Linked DNA regions of Hordeum vulgare: region 2 is linked to region 1. A link is a contact called in public Hi-C data. All regions are on one chromosome and are shown on one strand. The core of a region is the stretch at or near the end of the contact, and the rest is flanking DNA. Distances in the headings are between cores, read along the strand shown.

What was found. A called contact is a pair of places that touch in the nucleus more often than the background predicts.
Region 2: a contact with region 1 is called in a Hi-C map of leaf, with 6 times the contacts expected there. The contact joins two enhancer-like sites. A contact is called at or near these places in 2 of 6 Hi-C or Micro-C datasets (leaf and seedling).

The regions. Positions count from the first base shown.
Region 1 is chr2H:451,760,041-451,764,378 of MorexV3_pseudomolecules_assembly, forward strand. No RefSeq gene overlaps it. Among protein-coding and RNA genes, the nearest start is that of LOC123426606, 17 kb to the left of the region's middle. Within about 2 kb of position 1,866, at least 2 of the 3 cell types and tissues checked have open chromatin away from gene starts, as enhancers often do. A contact at or near this core is called in leaf, where this site is marked.
Region 2 is chr2H:452,449,211-452,453,548 of MorexV3_pseudomolecules_assembly, forward strand. No RefSeq gene overlaps it. Among protein-coding and RNA genes, the nearest start is that of LOC123430237, 210 kb to the right of the region's middle. Within about 2 kb of position 2,526, at least 1 of the 3 cell types and tissues checked has open chromatin away from gene starts, as enhancers often do. A contact at or near this core is called in leaf, where this site is marked.

The DNA of each region.
Region 1 (4,338 bases), core at 616-3,115:
ATTACTACAGTCCTAACCAGCGCAAAGTTGGAGTAGAATGTGATGAGCCAAAAGCATAAGGTATTCAGGGGAAGTTCAGGGATACTATTTTCTTCTAGAATACCATTAGCTGCCAGCCATCAATGACAGAGACTTGCAGATTCGCGCCTATGTAACCTGATTAGGGAGCAATTCGCCTTAACACACTACACGTCATTTAACAAATCCTCCAGCTAGTTGACCTAATTAGCTGATCATAAACTATACTGTCACAAATTATTGATCAACCAAGTGACCTGAAAGTCATACCTACGTATGTGGGGTGGGGCTTGAAAGCCATTAACAACTCAGGTCATCAGCTAATCATCGCTCTTGGCGTCTTCTAGTAGTACTCCCTCCGTTCCTAAATATAAGTCTTTTTAGAGGTTTCACTAGTGGACTACATATGGATGTATATAGACATACTTTAGAGTGTAGATTCACTCATTTTGCTCCGTATGTAGACACTTAGTGAAATATCTTAAAAGACTTGTATTTAGGAACAGAGGGAGTATCAACAAAATTTCAAGCATTTAATGAAATCCTTTACGACAAGGCCAGTAGATGCTATATCTGCGCCTTGGCGTTGTAGAAACTAGACGATGCCCCGCGCGTTGCTGCGGAAAACTTGTTAAAAAATACATGGATAAATGTTAAAAAACTAATGTTAATGCAGAAACCATTATAAAAATATCTTGCTTAATTATCTAAAAAAATCATGCATGAGGATATGTTTTGCATTAAGAGATTAATGAAAAAAAAAACTTTTAACTACATGCATGATTTGATGATGTGGCATTGTTGTATGGAAAGGAAAATTATGTAGTGGGTTCTAGCTATTTAAGAATAGAAGATTTGCAAAAGCTCAAACCATCCTTGTACTTGTACTGCAAAATAATTATTTTCTTTGAAGCTGTCAGCTTCAGCATAGCTCAGCAGAATTTCTTAAGAAACAACAAGGATAGATGGTTGGAATTGGCATCTATGCCCAATTAGTTAACTAAATGTGGTTTGTTAATATACCGATGATAATAAATCAGATAGAGAATCGGCCGCACAAAGGCAGAAGATATTTGTCAATACTACGTAGTACTTGTGTTGAATGAATCCGGATGTTTCAGTACCAATACTGTGTGCTCTACATCTAGACGGCAAATCTACGACGAAATCCATAACTCATTTATCATCACACGACTGCTTGGACGACTACAATGAGCCATCGTCACAAGTAGGAGAATGGCCGATGCCGCGGTAGTACCAATGGAGATCAGCTCAATGATTATCTCCATAGGAGTGGGCATGACAATGGCTGTGTGCATGATAATACTGCAGTAGCCGTGGGTCATCCTCCATTTCGGAAATTTTTACGCAAAACAGCTTCGTTACAGTAGTCGCATTGGATGCATAGTCCAGCTAGTTAACTAACTGTGCTCGGTGGGAGATGCTATTCCTGATAGCACGGAGCAGTTCCTGAGATTGTGCTGCAAAGTTGCTGAACGTAATACGCATACGCCAGCATCGATCTCGCTGGCGCGTGATCAACGCGCGCATTCGATCATATAGCCCGGTAGATCGCGTTCCTCCGTCCATCTACGCGCAATTCTAGACATCATCTATCTCTCCGGCACACCTTCTGAGAAGACGAGACAAAGCAGGCATTGACCACTCAGGGTCAGGGCAAGGAGGCGACGGGGACGTGGTAGCGTGGCGTCGCATTTTTAACGAGAGCGACGTGCCGTCGCTCTCCGGCTCCGTAATCCATCTACGCACTCGGCCGGGATTCTGCTGCACCGATCAATGGCGAAACCCTGTGCGCGGCTGTCCGACTTGCCAAAGGTCAGAGCAAACTAAACCGCCTCGCCGGAACAGCCGGGGCATGCTCGAGGTAGTATAGTACTAGTACTAGGAAGAAGACAGCCGTAGCACTAGCAACGTCAGGTATCGGAGAGGGATTGGGCACAAAAGATTTTGGATTCGTGGTCACTGGGAGAGCAGCGCCCGTCCGTACGTCTGCCTCGTGGTGTCACAAAAAGATTCAGGACCTGCGAATCCGGAAGACGGGTGCCGCGCGTCAGTACACGCTGCTTGCACGGTGTTCACATGAATCGGAGCTGCTGTTCTCTGATTCAAACAGTCAGGGAATTCACATGTTCAGTCTGAATGTAAAAAAAAATGGATTCAGAAAACTTGCCATGCAAATCGTTTCGTTCGGTCGGGTCGGGTCTTGGCTTCTTCGCGACTTGCTGCTGGTTAAAGGTATGATGCCCAACCAATGTCATTGCAGAGATCGATTACCGCAAAATCTGAACGAAATGTGATGTTAATGATCAATACTACGTACATTATTGATCTGACGAGATATTTTTGTGGCTGCAAAGATCCAAGTGGACGGGTGGTGGTAGTATGACAAATTTTGCATTCTTTTCATCAGATCTCCTACTACACTTCACTTGCCCACTGGTGCACTGAAAGGTTGCCTAATTTTAGGGGCCGTTATACCTTGTCATGTCATACTAGCTAGCTGGAGGGCCAGGGCCAAATGTGCGTATCTGCATTCGCTCAGGCTAACCGGAAACAGCATATACGGTAATTAGAAAACTCGGAGAGCAGCCTAGTAGTGACGGCCGACTCAGATAGTCACACTAGCTTAGTTTAAGCAGTACGTATTTCATGCGATTATGTGTGTGTGTGTGTCCCGCATCAAACTAATCTACAGTATCATCCAACCACCTCAGTAGCATATGCATAGTTGCTTTAAAGATGGGTTATTAGTTATTACAATATCTTCAAGTTAGTTAAGCCGGTTGAAGTAGGATGTCCTGCCATACTTCAACACTTTAGGGTGTGGTAACTGGTAAATCCTGATTTTCTTCTCCTTTGTGTACAAACTACAGGCTGAGTTATCAATCCGGAGAACTGTGGAATAGCGCGGTGTGAAATGCAGATATTGGCCGATGCTCGAATTGTGACAGTGTGAGGTGGGAAATCATGGGATTTCTCCTTTGTGGAGAAGTTGTCCGAGGGTTGCCTGTCACTGTTAATCCCTCTGAATTCCCGGTGTCATGCATTTCTGAAGTAGTCGAGCTCAGCACAGCAACGTTCAGAGTTTTTTTTTTATGCCGATAGCAACCTTCAGAGTTGCGTGAGCAGATATTGATCATCCAGCGATTCTGTGAAATGCCTCCGACGCGCTATAACTATTATGATGCACATACTTCCGCAGTGTGTATACCATATAGATCGTCCTCCTTTATATTTATTTTGAATGTTGAGATCGTCCAATTTCTTGAGGCAGCAAATACTTTGTGGAGAAGCACTGAAGCTTTCCGCTGAAAGGCGAGTTCACGGAACGATAACGTCCCCGCGAGGAAAGACCGCGCGTTGGAGGAAGAAAAAGCTGGCAGTCGGCACAGATCCCTCCAGCCCGACAGACAAAAACATTCCCTGTACGCGACACACACCATTATCACATCTCCGATTGAAACTGCAGATGCAGTAGCACGTCCAGTCGCGCAACCACAGCCCCCCGTTTAGCACATGGTTTGATTCCAGAGAAAAGAAGCGATCGATGATCGATCTTGTTCTTGTGTCGTCTCTGCACACAAAGATCATATCAATGGATGCTCCCTCTCGCATCAGTTGTGACCTTCACTTTCCCAAGACAATTCCTTCCACAGTCGGAGTGCACTTTGATGGAACGTGAGGACGCAATCATGGACGCCAACTGCAAGCGCTGGTCGTCGTGTGTGTGCAGCGCGACCGGGGGTTGGAAGAACAACACTACTCACTGCTGTACGTAGCACTTTGTGCTCCTTCTGAACCCTTTGGTCCATGCTGAGGAACCGCCTGTCTCGTGCTTTTGTTTTTTGAGAAATTTCTCACAAGGGAAAACATGGTGGTCAGTTGGAAAAGTCATATGGGCTGGCCCATTTAGTTCGCTCGGTCGCTGTTACTCGTAGTTGTCGCTAGGTTCGCTCGAGCAGCTTCTCGTTTTCTTTTCCTCTACCTTTGGTTTTTTTGTCGGTTTTCTCTTGGGGATTTTCCCTATGCTTTGACTTTGATGTATTTTTTTACATTATCTTTGTGTTTTGTTTCTTCGTTTTATACTTTTTGGTTTCTTCGTTTCTCCTTTTTCTTTGGTCTATTTTTATTTCTTTGTTGGCTTTTTATTGGTTATTTTTTTTGAACACATATCTACCTTTTCTCAGTACAGAGTATACATTTTTAGAGCACACATGAAACATATTTCCGATACACGTTTGGCATTTTTCAGAACACTTTTTCGAATACATGCTAACATTGTTTTCCAAATATATGGTG
Region 2 (4,338 bases), core at 1,276-3,775, 690 kb after region 1:
TTTCGCACTGAATAAAACGGCAGAAGGCCGGGGCAGAAAAGCTGCAGTCTTACGCAGCACAAAAAAACCTCTCTCTTGCTCGTTTCAATCGCAACAGTTTGTCACTGAAGCGAGCAAGCTTCTCGTAGTCAACCAAGAATGCATGCCTCTCTTTCCCTTTAACAATGTTCAAGTACTTTGTCCATGGTTGACAGATATCGTGACGCACATAATGTACCCTAAAGTTACCATTGAGACACATCTCAAGTACCTTCCTATAGTTCTTTAAGAGTTTCTGAACGAGATCCTTCTTGCAATAACCATCCGACAGTTAGTGAATTTGCAGCCAAAGTGGTAGGTGGACAATGCTCAACTCTTGTGCTGGACTAAATACATCGTATGGGCTTAGTAGTATTACCTAATTCCTGAACAGCCAAGGACCAGACTCCATGATCCCCAACAGCCAAGGACCAGACTCCATGATCCCCTCCTAATCTCTTAGGCACGCCGCCTTGACGACGAATAGGTTGGGACAACTAGACAAAAGTATATCTCCTAGGTTGGGTTGCACACAACCCTCATCTCCATATGAAAAGCAACTTGCACTACACCACAACATGAATGCAAATACATGTAATCTGCGAGGAGAATGCACTTAAGAGGGTTGATAAACTGTCGGAAGGAAGTTTCTCGTCGAATATAGAATTGCCACAACAACGGCTATCGACGATTACTTCTCTTGACAAATAGTCTATTCCCGACAGTTTCTCTGCCTTAACCTATGTATTTGCTGACATTTTAGTTTCTCCCAGCAGGTTAGTTGTGGAGTAAGAACTACATCTAATGGCAGTTTGACTATATGCATAAAGATGTTTACTTGGCAGGTGATATGCCAACACGTGTTGTTTAACAAGCCATGCAACATATCCCTAATTTAATAAGCAATCACTATGTTGAGGCAATCAGGACAGATCACAGAACTTGTCCATACATTTACAATTAAGGCCTCAATCAATAACATTAACCGCTCAAATACACATAAATGCATGAAATTGCCATATATAAGGATGTGACACAAGGCAAAGTGCGTAGGTTTCTAGGAAAATAAATTGTGCCACACAACTAAAATGAGCAATTTTGACTTATGTGGCAAAACAATCACCAAAATGAGCAAATTGAAACTTGCCAACGTATCGGGCCTCAACAAATAAGGCATATTACAAAGTATATATTATTACTCCACCAACTCGTTATATCTTTCCATGTGAACCATAATAAGGACTAGCCAACACACACTCTCCTGCATGGCTAGTTTGTCGTCATCAATCACAATATCATCAAATGCTTCATCGTTTATATCATGCTGGTAAAAAAGTCATCGATGTCGGCCGTGGCGGCGGCGCTACCGCCGCCACTTGTTGCATAATGCACATACGAGGGGATGTCATCTTCATAGGGTCCAGGGATAAGCAAGAGCTCGCACCACATATCCCACGTCGCGGGGGGGGCGCAAACACACGACCATCAAACAGTCGGGAAACCGAGGAACTCAATGGCGATGGGGGTTGCCACACATGGTAGGTAACCCTAGCCTCCGCATAGGGGTGCTTATAAGTCTTGCTACCCCATCCTATTAGCAAACACCTATTAGTGAGGGGAAGTAAGGCCACCCATGGGAGATGTTTACATTTGGGCGTGTTGTTCGTTGCACCATACTAGAAAGAAACAAATAATTAAAAATGTCCGACCATTAGCGCATATTTATAAATAATTATCTAGAGAGACTCCCTATATGATGCTCTCTACATCAAGATGTTGGCCTTTTACATATGGCGATGCTGATGAGCCATCCCATCAGTTAGGTACTGAGGAAAATCGTTTTACCGTAGCAAGAGATAGCATTGTGGCTATGACACTGTAGCAATTGAATTGTTTTCTTGGGTTTCCCTCAATCAATTTATATTAGCAATGAGAACCTGTTTTGAATTTTTGAAATATTTTATATATTACAAACAATTTTGAAATTTCTTTTTTTCAAAATCCATACCTTTTTAAACTTTTCAAAATAACAAAATATTTATAAAATGCAAACAATTTCCTATTGTACAGATTATCTTAATTGATTTTTATATTTATTAGCACATTTTAAATATTGCAAAAAATATTTGATCATCAAACGTTTTCTTACTTTTGAAATAATAATTGAACCACACAAGGAACTTTAAAATTCCAAAGGCTTTTGAAAATGAGAACATTTTTTGAAATTTATGAACAAAAATTAAAAATTCGAACAAATATTGGAATTTCAATTTTGTTTTTGTTTGTTATGAACATTTTTTGAAAGTTAAACGTGACAAAGAAAAAAAAAAGAAAAGAAAAAAAGGAATGGAATATAAAACATAAGATTAGAAAATGTTTTTAAAACCAATAGAAAACCATTTTTTAGGAATAGTAGAAAACAAAGCAACGAAACAGAAGTAACGCTCTCCTATGTTGGCTAAAATGGGCCAAACTACTGCCCTCGCTTCCTATGCTCAATATGGCACTACGGTTATGATTCCGCTCGTACTTGATTTCTAATAGGATTCGCCTATGTACGACAGTAGTAGGCTGTTCCATTTCTGTGCGTCTATTCCCTCGGCTCGTAGCAATATCGGTTGGTCCGGTTTATTAAATAATTTATTTTCATTATCTTCATTGGTTTTCTTTAATTTATCATTACTTTATTTTGTTTTTATTTTATTTATTTATTGTTGGATTTTTGGTTTTTCTTTATTGTTTTTCTCTGGATGTTTTTTGCTTTCCCTTTGTTTCTATCGTGCTTTTTATAGATATTTTTGTTCTGCTCTTTTACTTTCTTTCGATACATGTCTACATTTACCAAATGTATCGTGTATTTTTTATATACATTAGAACCTATTTTGTACACTCTTTTACTATTTCTAAATACATGATTAATATCTTAACATATATTTTGATGTCTATTTCTATTCATACATGTTGTATATTCTTGTATACATATTATATTTTTTCTGATAATTGTCTCACATTTTCGAATACATATTTTAACATTTTTACAAAAATATACTCCAATTTTTTTTTCCTGTACATGTTATACAATTTTTAACTAGACATTAGATCATTTTCAATGACTTTTCTGAATTACGCAAACTTTTTTTCAAAATTGTACAAAGGTTTCTTTGAAAATGCCCCTAATACATTTTAAAAACAATTAGTTCGGTCCTCTCAAAAGTACAACGTCGATTCCTTCTCGGTCGCATTCTCTAAAAAAAATATCGCATTCTTTTTCAGTTTTAAAGAAATAAGCAAATCATCATTTTTGAAAGAAAAGTTCATCAATTTTAAAAAAGGCTCATCAAATTTGGAAAAGTTCCTTGATTTTGAAAAAAAAATCGTTAGTTTTGAAAAGTTCATAGATTTTGAGTTTATATTTTAATTTTTTTGGAAAGAAGTTCATCATTTTTGTTGTAACGGATGCTTGAGGTACTGAATAGGATTTGCCAGCGCGGCTATTTCTAACATCGAGTCCAACTGTCACGTCGCCCAGCAACACGGCTACTGGTCGTGCGTCCCTAAAAAAAAGAGCGAGCAATGCACTTGGTTAAATATGAAAAAAACAAGAACATTTGCAGGCAAATGCATAATTTTTATTTCTATTTTCTTCTGTTTCATTACTTTACATTTTTTCTTTTACTTTTTCTCTAGTCCTTTGATAGAACACGCATGTTTTCAAAAATGGTAATCCGTTTATGTTAAAAAATGTGTGTGGATTCATAAATGGTCATGTGTATTTAAAAAAATATTCTTACATGTGTACTTATCCATTGTCAACTATTAGAAATGTTCTTTAGGTATTAAAAACTGTTTATTGTTGAAAAAATCTAAGAAGAAGCGCCGCACCATAGCTCTCTCATGCAGTGGCTCGCACAGCTTCATGTGCATGCAAGAATCTATTACCTCATGCTTACATCATCGTATTAAATGCTTTTTTGAATTGTTGAATTTTAAAAATGATTTATCTTACAAATTAAAATTTTGATCGGAGATTCACTTTCACCTTTAGGTTCGTCTCAAAGAGACATTCAAAATAAAATCCCATGTCGATATGTTTCGTTGATTTTTTTTCATCTTTCGTAGTTGCCATATTTATATCATCATAGTTTTCATCTTACATGTGTATAGTTGTCATAAAATTATACATAGTAAATCGGAACAATAATATTATACTTTCTAAGCATTGCAATGTTATGTGAAGCTAAAAAGTGGGTATGAAAGCATTAACAATAAGCAAGTAAATGCATGAGCCAGCACAAGTACAATGAATCAAGTTTTTAGTGA